2 separate regions of the Sus scrofa genome follow, and region 2 is linked to region 1. The links are chromatin contacts, called in public HiChIP or PLAC-seq maps. All regions are on one chromosome and are shown on one strand. The core of a region is the stretch at or near the end of the contact, and the rest is flanking DNA. Distances in the headings are between cores, read along the strand shown. Region 1 holds the start of LSP1 (lymphocyte-specific protein 1). Region 2 holds the start of LOC110259216 (proline-rich protein 33-like).

The links. HiChIP or PLAC-seq counts read pairs in DNA pulled down with a chosen protein or histone mark.
Region 2: a contact with region 1 is called in an H3K27ac HiChIP or PLAC-seq map of skeletal muscle, with 1.7 times the contacts expected there. The contact joins the promoter of LOC110259216 here to the promoter of LSP1 in region 1. A contact is called at or near these places in 2 of 5 promoter capture datasets (fetal liver and fetal skeletal muscle), 4 of 47 Hi-C or Micro-C datasets (all in skeletal muscle) and 2 of 2 datasets of contacts at active chromatin or transcription factors (alveolar macrophages and skeletal muscle).

Annotation. Positions count from the first base shown.
Region 1 is chr2:1,259,829-1,265,752 of Sscrofa11.1, forward strand. LSP1 (lymphocyte-specific protein 1) reads left to right here and starts at 2,129. Exons shown (of 11, transcript XM_021082603.1): 1 at 2,129-2,353. The coding sequence starts at 2,286.
Region 2 is chr2:1,295,553-1,301,476 of Sscrofa11.1, forward strand. It overlaps LOC110259216 (proline-rich protein 33-like), which reads right to left and starts at 2,129. Exons shown (of 2, transcript XM_021082606.1): 1 at 1,883-2,129. It overlaps LSP1 (lymphocyte-specific protein 1), which reads left to right. Exons shown (of 11, transcript XM_021082603.1): 11 at 1-339. It also overlaps a transcript of TNNT3 not described here.

The DNA.
Region 1 (5,924 bases), core at 879-3,378:
GCTCCCTGGGGCGTGGCCGCCACACGCTGCCATCTGTGCTCTTGGAGAACGGGCATCCCCAACTCTTTGGCTCTTTGCAGGACCCACAGCAGGAGGGAGGGTTTCAGGGTCACGGGGCAGCCACAGCAAAGCCCCACAGACGGCCGGTTGGAACAGCCGCTGCTCAGGCCTCGCGGCCCTGGAGGCCGGAAGTGGGCCCAGGTGTCGCAGGAGGGAGAGGCCGCTCCGGGCCCCTCCCCCGGCTTCTGGTGGTTTCCTGGGGATCTTTGGTTTGCAGAAGCACCGCCCCATCTTGCCTCCATCCTCCCGCGGCGTCTCCCGCACGCACGTCTGTCTCCAGGTTTCCCCTTTTCATAAGCGCGGCAGTCACGCCGGCTCAGGGTCCACCCAGTGGCCTCGTCTCCCCTCGGGACTTCTGCCTCGACCCCTGTTTCCAAATAAGGTTGCGTTCTGAGGCGATGGGACAGCCTGTGCGTTTGGGGAACACAGTTCACTCATAACAGGAGGACCAGGGGCTTCTGGGTCTGGGAGGATGTGACCATGGGCCCGGGGAGAGAGGCGCGGCTTCGAGCCCGGGATCAGGCGGGCGTCTGCAGGGCTCAGGAGGAGAGCGGAAAGGTGCTTGGCCGGGCGGGCTAGGCCTTCGAGGCCCGTCCAGGGCCTCGGAGTTTACCCTTCAGGCAGAGCCTGCTCTGCGGGCCTGGAAGGCCCCACACCTGGCTTCAGGCCCCACTGACTCCCTCTTGGAATTCCTAATAGCTTCTGAACCAGAGGTCCCCAATTTTCGTCTCACACGGGGCCTCACCCGTGGGGCGGGGGCACCCAGGCCACCCAGCCCACCCAGCCCCTGCCTGTTCTCCCCCACCCCGTGAGGCCCCGGAACTTCCCAGCTGTGATGCTGGGCTGACCTCACCCAAAGCCAGAGGACGGTCCTGGACGGCAGGTGGACCCAGGTCGCACCCGCTGACCGGATGCCTGGAGATGCCGGCCCCGCCCGGCTGGACGTCCAACCCCATGTCCGAGCTGGACAGCGGGTGGCCCGAGGAACCGTAGAAGGGGCAGCAAACCCGAGCTCATGGGACAAGGCCCGAGGGGCCCCTCTGTGGCCTGGATGCAGCCTGGCCTGGCCGTCCAAGCTTCTCCTGCAGGGTGAGCCGAAGGCTCCTTGGTGCCTGTGGTCAGGGAAGAGGGGCTTGTCACCTCCCAGGTCGGCTTGTCCCCAGGTGGGGCTCATCCTGATGGACAAACTGCCCTGGGCCTCAGGGCCTCCTTCCGGGTGGCCTCAGGCCCACTGCGGGCCAGGGCTTGGCAGGCTGGCCGGCCTCCCCCTTCCCTGCTCATGTGCCTGGGTATTAACCTGCATCTTGCTACTTCCACGGCTGCCCCCAGCTTGAATTAAGGGTGACAACTCAGGGCCCCCAGCTTTGGGTTCTGGCCCCCCAACGGCCCATCTCCCCTTCCCGATTTCCCAGCCCCTGGTCCGGCCGCTCCCAGAGTGGGGGGCCACGCAGCACGAAATGGCCTCCATCTGTCCCCCATCCTGCTGGTGCCTCCTGGGGAGCTCCTGGGCCCCTGCCCTCCAGAGCCTGGGGACCAACCACCCGTGTGGTCAGTTCTGAGCTGCTTGAGCATGGCAGGGGGCAGGGGGCAGGGGGCGGGGGGTGGCAAAGTCGAGGGACAGAGGAAAGGCCAGGGACCCCAACAGTTGCAAAGAGTAAAGAGAGCGCTAAGAATGGAGGTGAGGCCTGCAGGTGGGGGGCTGCTCATGCTGGGCCCCAGAAATCGCCCAGAGAGCAGGGACCTGCGAGGGGGGCTGGGTACCCGCCCACCGCCTGGGGAGCCCTCCCAGAACACCGCCACTGGGGAGGCCGCCATGCTTAATGCTGAGGCTATGGGGCCAAGACAGTGTCCTGTGCTTGGGACTCTACCTGCTTCACACGGGTGGACTCTGAGGCTGGGGCCACAGGGACCCTGGAGGAGCGTGGGGGGGCTCGCGGTGCGGGTCCCCCAACCCTGCCTCTGTAAGGTCCCTCTCTGCCCTCCAGGCCCCGGCGACTTGCCTAATGCTTCCTGATGGCTGGTTTTTTGTTTTTTTTTTTCCTCTCCTGTTGCAGCAACAGATTAGAAAACAACACCCCAGCCCAAGCCCCAAGATGGTCCAAACGTCAACCTGCTGCGGAAGAGGGAAGTGAAACCTGCTGGGGGTGGGGCCCGGCCCGCCGCCCCAGGAAGCGCCGCGAGCCGCAGTGCACACGCAAGGCCGAGGCCCGCCGGACGCCGAGCCCATGGCGGAGGCGCCCAGCCACCCCGACTCTGAGGAGCAGCAGGAGCTGCTGGTGGAAGAAGGCTCAGGGTAAGGCCCTCGGCCAGGCCTCGGGCAGGCCGCCTTCTGCCGCGGTCTCTGTAATTACCCTGGGGGCGGGGGAGGGATGCGCAAACCAGAGGTCCCTCGACGGCACCCCAGGGGCTCAGGGGAGGCACGCAGGCTGCAGGGCCCCGTCTTGGCACCCTGTCTCACCCCAGGCCGGGGAGAGGTCTCCTCTGTCTGCCCCTGCATCTGGGCCTCCCTGGGAGAGGCCGGGCTCCCCACCAGCTAGTGGGGTGCACACCCAGGACAAAGAGGCCGGGACGCCTGGTAGGGAGCCCAGGACACAGCCTGGACACCCGGGGAAGAGGCCAGGCCTTGGGCAGACAGGGCTGAAGCTGGGGAAGCCTGGCCAAGAGCAGACCCGTGGCCTCGGGACCCTCAAAGCCTGTGCTTGGGGCCCAGCTGGCCCCTCCCCCAGGCTGCCCTCCCAGCAGTGAGGGCGGAGGCCGAGGAGGAGGGCAGGCGCGGAGCGCGGGCGGGCACAGCTGGTCGGCTGCGGGACGCGAGTGGACATCAGCTGAGGCCATGTGTGGGTGGCCAGTGAAAAGGGTCACCTGTGTGGCCACGGCCAGAGCTGGGCAGAGAAACTGTGTGACCCAGGCCTCCTCGGGAAGCCTCTGCGAGCCTGTGCAGGGGCAGAGGGACCGGTCTCTGGCTGGAGGAAGGGCTGGCGATGGGCAGGTGCCCAGGCTGAGCCTCGCCCTGGGCGGAGCTGGACTTGGGGATGGACAGATGTCGTGACAGGGATGTGGAGCCCTCTGGAGAGAGAGGCCGCCGGCCCCGGAGCAGGACGGGGGCGCTGCTGCCCAGGCGATGGAAGGGAAGCAGCAGGGGCCCCAAGACCGGAGGGAGGGGTGAGACACCCACAGGATGGAGACGGGCCACCCAGGGCCGACTCCCACCTGCCCCAGAGCTGCTGCTGGGGGAGGGGGGACGCACCAGGACCCCCGCCTGAGCGGCCATGTGGGGAGGGCTCCGCACAGCCTCGGAGTTGACTTGAAAAGTGGATTCTGACCCCAGCTCTTCTGCCGGAGGTCCTTGACTCTGTGATGTCTAGGGGAAGGATGCAGGTGCCTGCGGGGGGAGGGGTGTGTGTGTGTGTGCCTCTGTGTGTGCACATGTGTGTGCCTCTGTGTGTGCTGTGTGTGTCCCTGTGTGCATGGCTCTGTGTGCCTGTGTCCCTGCGTGTGTGCTGTGTGTGTGCCTGCGTGCGTGTGAGAGGCTGGGGTGGGAGGCCCTCTTCTTGCTGTATCCCCTGTGGGGCACTGGTGTGGGGGATGCAGGGCTGAGTGCCGGGGAGGGGGAGGCCGGGCAGCGGCTGGGCAGTTGGGGTTTGGTTGGGCTGAGTGTGCCCCCTAAGGGTTGTCGGGGGCTGAGTGGGAGGGAGGGCAGCACGGCCGGGCTGTGGGCCCCAAGGAGGTGGCCTCGTCCTCCCAGGCAGGCAGGTCACTTCATGTGCAGCAGGTGACTGGGCAACAGCTGTGTCCTTGCTCAGAAATGGCGCCTCACGTCAGCGCCGTCTGAGCCCTGGGCCCCTCCAGTCATTTCCTGCCCATAATAGGGCACGACTTGAGGAGCCTGGCCAGGCCTTCCCCTGCCTTGGCCGCATCCTTGCCCCCACCCCTACCAGCTGTCGCACATGCCCAGGAGACAGAGCAGGCGGTGGCAGGCACGGTCACCAGCCCAGGTCCAGGCGGGTGGCTGGTGCCTGTCCTGGGGGCTCGGGCTGCACCTGCAGGGTGCGTCTGGAGCTTGCCTGGAGAGCCGGCCAGATGCACCCCTGGCCCCTGGAGCCTGGTGCCTCCCCCCTACACCCCGACCTCACCCCACGGTGCGGGGCGCGGCACTGACCTTTCAGAATGAAACTGAGACCCAGGGCGGGCAGGGTTCTCGTTTCACAAGGTGACTAAGAGAAGTGGGGAATTTCCTGGGTAGAAAGGTGGGGGAGACATCCCCGATGCCCAGGCAGGGACCTGCGGCCTGGGAAGTCCCACCTGGGGCCCCCGAGACGGCCAGGAATGAGCAGGGCCTACTGGGGCTGGCGTGGAGCCCAGGACACCCACCCCAGCCCTGGGCACGCTGCCCCGGGGCAGGAGGGGGGCGGACGCGTCTGGGTCTCCGGACCCAGGGCAGGCTGTGCCCCTCCACCTGGCCAGGTGGGCCAGCCCCTCAGACTGCCCCAGGCCCTCGGATGCCCCCAGGCACCCTGACCCCCCCCCCCCAGAGCCCTGCTGGGTCTTCCCTGCATTAGTACCATATGCAGAAGTCTTGCTGCCACCTGCAGACAGGCTGGCCAGAGGCCCGGCCTCCCTGGCCGCAGCCCAGCCCCTCCCTGCTGGGCCAGGACCCCCCCTCTCCGCGAAGCTGCCCGACCATGTCCTCCCACGCGTGGACCATTCCCCACAGAGCAGCCAATTACCGCCCCAGGACGGCCAGGCTGACCTAGCCTCCCCCCCAGGGTCTGGCCTTCCCAGCTCTTCCCAGTTCTGGAAGGTGCCAGAATCATTGCAGACTCCTCACAGGCCCTTCCTCCACTGACCTGGCTGCCCCACCCCTTTCCCAGGCTACCCCCCTCCCGGGTGGCCACTCCCCAGCCCCCTTTGCTGCTGCCACTGGAGCCCTAGTCCTCTCCCCCCAACCCGGGGGTTGGGGGAGGCCTGGGCCGCGGGGCCCCCGGTGACCCTGACTGGGGTGGGACCAGGTGAGCAGGGTCTCCCTGTCCCCCACTGCCTACCAGGCAGGCCCAGGCCCCTGTTCCAGGTGACACCGCCTCCATCACTGCTCGTATGTGGAGCTAAGGGGAGGGCAGGGCAGGGACAGCTTGCAGGGCCACCCCGAGCAGGGTCCCTTCCTGGGCGGTCTGTCCCTGCAGGCTCTCTCGGCCTTGCCCTCTAGCTCCAGGAACTTCGAGAGAGGCCGCAGGTCCCCGTGGGCTGCGGGCAGCTGGCAGCTGGAGGCAGGGACGGAGCCGGCCCAGAGACCTGCACACCCTGGGAAACGCTCTCTTCCCGCCCCGCTGAGGGCGCCACGGGCGCCAGGAGCCTGGGATGGGAGGGGCAAAACCCTCAGGTTGGACCCCCCCATGCAGCCAGGCACCCGGTGGCCCTTCTGGCCTCTTGTTCTCCGGCAGCTCCAGCACCACCTGGTGTAGCCGGGCATGCGGCCCTGGAGCTGTGGGCAGTGCCCAAGTCCACTTAGGAGGGTGAGCCAGGCAAAACCAGGCAGCAGGCTGATGGGGCGGAGGGGTTGGGGCCACACCCTGGGGTTCCTTCCCCAGCCCTGCATGGGGTCCAGGCCCGGACGTGGCAGTCAGAGCCAGGTCAGGCCTCTGGACACCCAGGTGGGCCTCATCTCCCCTCCCTCAGGTCGGGGGTCTCGGGCGCCCGGAAATGTCCCCGGGAGAGGAGGCGCTCAGCTCAGCCCAGATGATGGATGCCTTCCTCCTGCGCCTTCTCCTGCCCCCGCCATCTGGACCCGTCGCAGCCCCCCCCTGCGGGGGAGGGGAGGTGGCTATAGGCCCCCCCCCCCCCTCGCTCACTCGGGAGGGAAGCAGAAA
Region 2 (5,924 bases), core at 879-3,378, 36 kb after region 1:
CCCCCGGGAGGGCACGTGCCGGGGCCTCCGGGTCAAGAGCCACCAACCTCTGTGCTGCCCCCCCGCCCCGCCCGCCCGCCCGCTTACGGCCCCTCCAATCTGCGCAGTAAACCTCCATGTGTCTCCACATGCTGGCTCTGGGGTCACCTGTGGGGGCCATTCCTCCTATACAGTGGGCGGCCCGGGCCTCTGCCCTGTCCAGGGGCCCCTGTGTGTGAGACTCTGGGGTCCGAGGTGTGTGGTTGGGGTGCAAGTGACGGGGGGTTTCTGTTCTCTGCCAGGATGTCTGTGGCCCTCGCCCCCACGCCAGGCCCATTATAAACCCTACAGACCCTGGAACAGTGTGCACTTCTGATCTGGGCGCTAGACTGTGCACCCTCGGGGACGAGACCCCCCGTGGAGTCACTCTCATCCTGCGCCAGGTGCTCAGGGAGACGGGCGGAGGGTGGGGATGGATGGGAGGGTGGTGGGGAGACGGGAGCGGGTGGGGGAGAGGAGGACGGCGGGCGAAGGTCACGGACAGGCAGTCGGACCAAGGCACGGCGTGGGCGGTGGGCAGAGGGCTGTCGAGGGGGCGGCTGGCAGGGACCAGGCCGTGGCCGCGAGCACGCGGAGAGCGTGGACGTGCGGCCGGTGGGTGGGCCGCGTGCTGGGGGGAGCCGGGCCGTCGTCCCCAGTCCGCCCTCCTCTTTCCGCCTGTGGACAGGCCCCGCTGCCCTCAGGGTCGGGGCACCCCCTCCCAAAAGCAGGCCCCCCCCCCCGGGCCCCTGGCGTTCTCGACCTGGGCCCGCTCAGAACCCGGCTTCTGAAAGGGCCATCTGCCTGCCTCCAGAAGGGGAGAGCCAGCTGGGCAGCTTGTGTCCACTGTGGCCCACCTCGGGGGTGTGTCCAGGGCCACTCTGCCAGCAGGGGCGCATCTCCCCGGGGGCAGGTCTTCTCACACTCCCACCTGGCTGAGTGGGACATCAGCTGAGGGCAGCAGGCAGAGACAGCCACGTGGTCCATGGCTGGGAGGTGAGCTGCCACCAGGCTGGACGGCCCTGGCGGGGGGCAGGTGTGGGTGTGGTGGTGCCAGTGACGCAGCTCTGAGCCACCCCAGCCCCTCTCAGTGTCCCCGGCTCCCAGCCTGGCCTCGGGGACCAGGACCGAGGGTTTGTGTCCTCTGCTGTGATATCCCGCCCCTGCCTTGCAGAACCTGAGGGTCGGGGCCTGGCCACTGCAGAGGCCCAGAGGGGCCTCTGCCACCTGCCAGGGTGCCTGAGGGCCCCTGCCAGACGCCCACCTGCTCCCCGGCTCCGGGCACTGAATGCCCATCCCTTACAGAGCCGGCAGGTGATTGATCAGCCCTGCAGGAGCTCGCAGGGCGAGTGTGGTGGCAGCTGCGTGGGGCTGGGAGAGGCTCACCCTCAAAGTGCTGCGCCAGCAGCTTCTATCTGCGGCCTGGCAGAGCCCGAGCCGTGGAGCTCAGGCTGGCACCAGCACCGGTGCCCGGGTCAGCTCAGGGATACCAGGCGAGGTTCAAGGTCCCTGGACCCTGCCACCCCTCGCCATGCACACCCAGACTGAGGGGCCCCTGCCCTCCCCCACCACCCTGGGGGTCCCCCCGCAGAAACCCGGAGTCAAGACTCTGGAGGCTGGTCCCCCGTGGCCGCCTCCTTGCTCTGTGGCTCCCTTCAGCTCTGCAGACCTGAGAAGCCCCCCCCAGCCCCGATCCCTGGGAAGAGGCCCTGACCAGTCAGCCCTCGAACCCTTCCTGGGGTTGAGCTCAGTGCCCACCCTCAGCCAGGCTGGACCCCCTCCGGCCCCTGGGGAGGCTCCTGCCCTGCCCCCCTCTCCCCCCACCTCAGTCCAGCCAGGCCAGGTGGACCGGGGTATGGATTACCTGTCGCAGGCCTTCCGCAGCCGGTGGCCCGTCCAGCAGCACCGGCTCGATGCTGTCCGGTCGCACCGCGGGCCTGGTGCCCCGAGGGGAGAGGTCGCCGATGCCCGAAATAAAACCTGCCCCGCTCTGACCTCAGTGCCCTCTCTCTGGCTTGGCCCACTCAGGGGAGAGCACCTGCCAGAGGCCGAAGCCACTGAGCAGGCAGCCACCCTCCTCTGCTGGCCGAGCGGGGCCACTGCAGGGCCTCTTGAGTGCCAGCCGTGGGCGCAGCCCCCAAGAACACCGTGGGCCTGGGCGGGGTGCGACCAGCAGCCCCCAGGAGCGTGACATCCACAGGCAGCGGGCTGGGCTCGCCCAGGGCTCCCCAGGCCAGAAGCTGCCTGCTGGGCTTGGCCCACCTGTGTACCTGCATCCGTATGTTGCAGGACTGGGCCTGGGGGTGGGTGGCGGTCCTCCGTCAACAGCGCGAAAGGAGCGACAGCCCAGGAGCTGCTCGGGGCCCTTTTCAGAAGTGTCTCTACTTCCCTGGACAGGAAGTTGGTCAGAGTTGGCCGAGGATCGGGGTTGCATGTGGCCCCCCCAGACCTGTTCCCACCGAGGCCCAGGATGGGAGGACAGGTGCAGGAAGGCAGGAACAGCCTGGAGCCCAGGGAGGCGGGCTGGGAGCTCTGTCCTGCCCAGGGCCCTGCCTCCTCTGCTGTGTGACGGCAGGCACGCCCTGCCTACCTGGGGTCCCTCTGGCCTTATCTCTGACCTGTGGAAATTGGCCGAGGTGCCAGGGGAAACCTTCCAGAAGCTTCTGAGGGCCCAGAGCAGGCGCAGAGACTGGGAAGGGGGAGCTGGGGTTGGGAGGCGAGCCAGCCATTCCGATAACCCGGGCCTGGAGTCGCCAGAGTCCCCAGGACTGACCCCTGTCCTGCGCCCTGCCCACCTGCTGTGGCTCTGCATCAGGCCAGTCCATGGACCCACTATCCATGCTCGGCCAGCACCTCACCTGGAACCTTCCAGGTCTGAGGATGGTGTGGGCTGCCCAGTCTCCCTCACCCAAAGGGTGCGGCTGCAGGGGCTCCTGGCCTCCCTGGAAGCGCAGGGACCATGGGAAGCCCTGGGTGAGGTGTCTGCTGGTTGGATGGTGGCACCTGTATTCCTATGGAAAGAAAGACTGAGCTCCCTGGCACACAGTGGGCAGTGGGCAGCACTCGGACCCCGCCTGGGGGCAAGAGAGGCCAGCAGGGTCTGGACCCCCAAACAGGGAGCTCCCAGGCCGACCGAAGAGGTGTGGCCCCTGGTGTTGGAAGCAGCTCCACTGGGGGGAGGCCAGGTATCCAGCCATCAGACTTGGCTTTCAATTTTCTTGCTCGTTTATGCTCCTGTCCCAGCGTCATCACCCAGGAACCAGGTCTGGCTACTAAGTGGGACTCAGAGGGCCTGGCTGGGACTCGCAGGGTTCTCCATTCCATGGGGGTCTCGGCGACCTGGGGCCGCTCCCTCTGATGGGTGGCCGGGGCCCTGGGGCGCGTAGGATGCAGCCTGGCTGGGCGGACCCCTTTCCTGGGCAGACCCCCTCAGAGGGGTGGGGGCAGCTGCCTCTGAGGACCCCACACCAGCCAGGCCCAAGGAGAGAGCTGGGCTGCACCCCCAGGGCCACCCAACACCTCCCTGCCCCTCCTCAGCCTGTCAGGGATGTGCCCACTGTCGGGGGGGGGGCGTTAAAAATAGCAGCTGACACTTCCCAGGGAGGAGGGCAGCCTTCGCCTCCTCCAGACACGTCGAGCCATCCTCCTCCTTGGGCCTCCTCCTCTGCTATTCCTATACTTGGTAAGGGGCCTCATGGCACGGCCCCCTTCTGCCCACCCCACGCGCCCAGCCATCCAGCCCCTGGCCAATGGGCTGCCAGCAAAGATCGAATGTCACTATAACATGAGGGCGAGCGGCCGAGCGGGCAGTGCCTGAGCCGGTCCTGTCCACAGGGAGCTCCTGCCCGTTTCTCCAGAACCAGCCCCAGGTCAGTGCAGCTGCGAGCAGCCCCCGGGGCCCACCGTGTGCGGGCTGGCCTGGGCGCGGCCCGGGGTCCCAGGGTGGACCCTGTTCCAGGACGCCACGCCTCTCCACTCTAAGCACAGCATCTTGGGGAACCCAGGGAGCCACCCCAGGTCCCAAAGGTCTGGGGTGCTGGCATTGTGGGGTGATGCCTGGCACGTGGGAGCAGCTGCCCCAGGCCAGAACACAGGGCCAGCGCCGACCCGGAGGAGGAAGGCGGGGTCCCTGGAAGGCCCAGGACGAGAAGGCCCGTCCCATGGCAGACGGCTGGAGAGAGGCGAGGGAGGAGGCCAGGAAGGGCACTGCCCAGGGCTTTGAGGCCGCCCGCTGCAGGCGGCCCCGTAGCTGGCTTGGCCTTTTCACGGGACTGGACTAAATTGAGGGCGCCTCGGTCCGCGTCTCCCAGACGCCCGGGGCCGTTGCCTCCAAGGCCACCATTTGTAAAGACTAAGATGGGGCTGGCCGGATCCCCCACAGGAGCGGGTCTCTGGGGAGGGGTGGCTGGGACCCCAGCAGACTTGGGGTGGTGTCTAGAGGTCAAGGACAAGAGTGGACGGGGCCTGGGCTGGGGGCAAGACTGAAGGAGCGGTGGGGAGCCCACCTCTGCCTGGGCGGGAGAAGCACGTGCTCCCGGGAGGCCCCGCCCGCCCTGCCCGAGCCCCTGGATCTGACATCACAGGACAGGGCGCCCTCCCTGGGCAGCTCCCAGGGTGCCCGCCCTGGGTGCCCATGACCATCCTGGGAGGAGACGGGCAAGGAGCCACTGCCAGATGGGATAGGGGCCGGGGTCACGGAATGCCGTCAGGGGCCAGGGCAAGAGAGCGACCGGGCCCCCTGCCTCCCGCCCCCATCTTGGGAAGCAAGGGAGGGGGGAGTGTCCCCAAGGAGTGGTGACCTCTGAGGGCAGAACATTCAATGGACAGCTGGTGGCCTTCTCAGCTGTTGAAATGCCTCCCTGCCCCCAAGCCGAGCCCACCCAGGGCACCTCCCCAACGACGATGAGGGACGGATGGAAGGCGGGGGCACTGAGGGCTTGGGGGGCAGAGGAACCCAGAGGGGCTTCAGCTTCCCTTTGGGGAGGGAAGGGGCACCTGCCTGGGGTGTGGGGGCCGCCCGTGTGCCCCCTTGGACTCTGGCCCAGAAGACGGGGCAAGACAGGGAAGCTCAGGGGCGCAGGAGACCTGTGGGGTGGGGGGCAGGGGAGAGAAGGGGGTGGCTGAGACCTGAGCAGGCTGCTGCCCTCCCAGCCCCCCTGCCACCGTCTTGGATTTCTGGGCAGAGGTGTCTTGGCTGATTTCGGCGCCTATTCCTGGCCTCCTCAGCTGCTGCTGGCTCCTTAAAAATAACCCACCCCTGGACTCAGGCCATGGCCACCCCCTCTCAAGGCGGCTGACAGGTGTCAGGCCTGCCAGGGGGAGAGGTGGGCATGGGAGGGCGAGGCCTGGGCTCTTCCAGACCCTCCCCGGCTGCCTGGGTGGGGCGGGAGGCGGGGGCATCTAGTGAGAGTGGCCTGGGCGGGGTGGGTCGGGAGCCAGGGTCCAGGGGCAGGCCCACCAGGAGGGTCTGGGCCACGCACGGGACAGGAGACCCCGACTACAGACCAGCAGGAGGCTGTAACTTGGGGGGGGGGCAGCAGCGGCGCAGGGAGAGAGTTTAGGATGGGAACGGGCTGCTTGGCTTCCCGGAGGGGTCAGCAGAGATCCGTTGCTTAATTTTGCACGGAGCTTAAATTGCTCTGGGAAAATTAACATTCTTGACAGAGGCTTCGGAAAACTGTTCCCACCTTAGCAATGCGACGTGAATGCATCTTTAGGTGATGAACTTGTGTTTTTCTTACGCAAAGCTCCCAGGAGGGGCCATAACTATTGTCTTCAAGTGAGCTGTAGCCTCTTGTCCTGAGCTCTGCGTTTCCAGCCCTGGCCCACATTCTGACGCAGCTGCTCGGAGCCTTCCCAGGCACCGGCCGCCTCAGGCACGGTGGCCAGCTCACGCATCGCAGTGC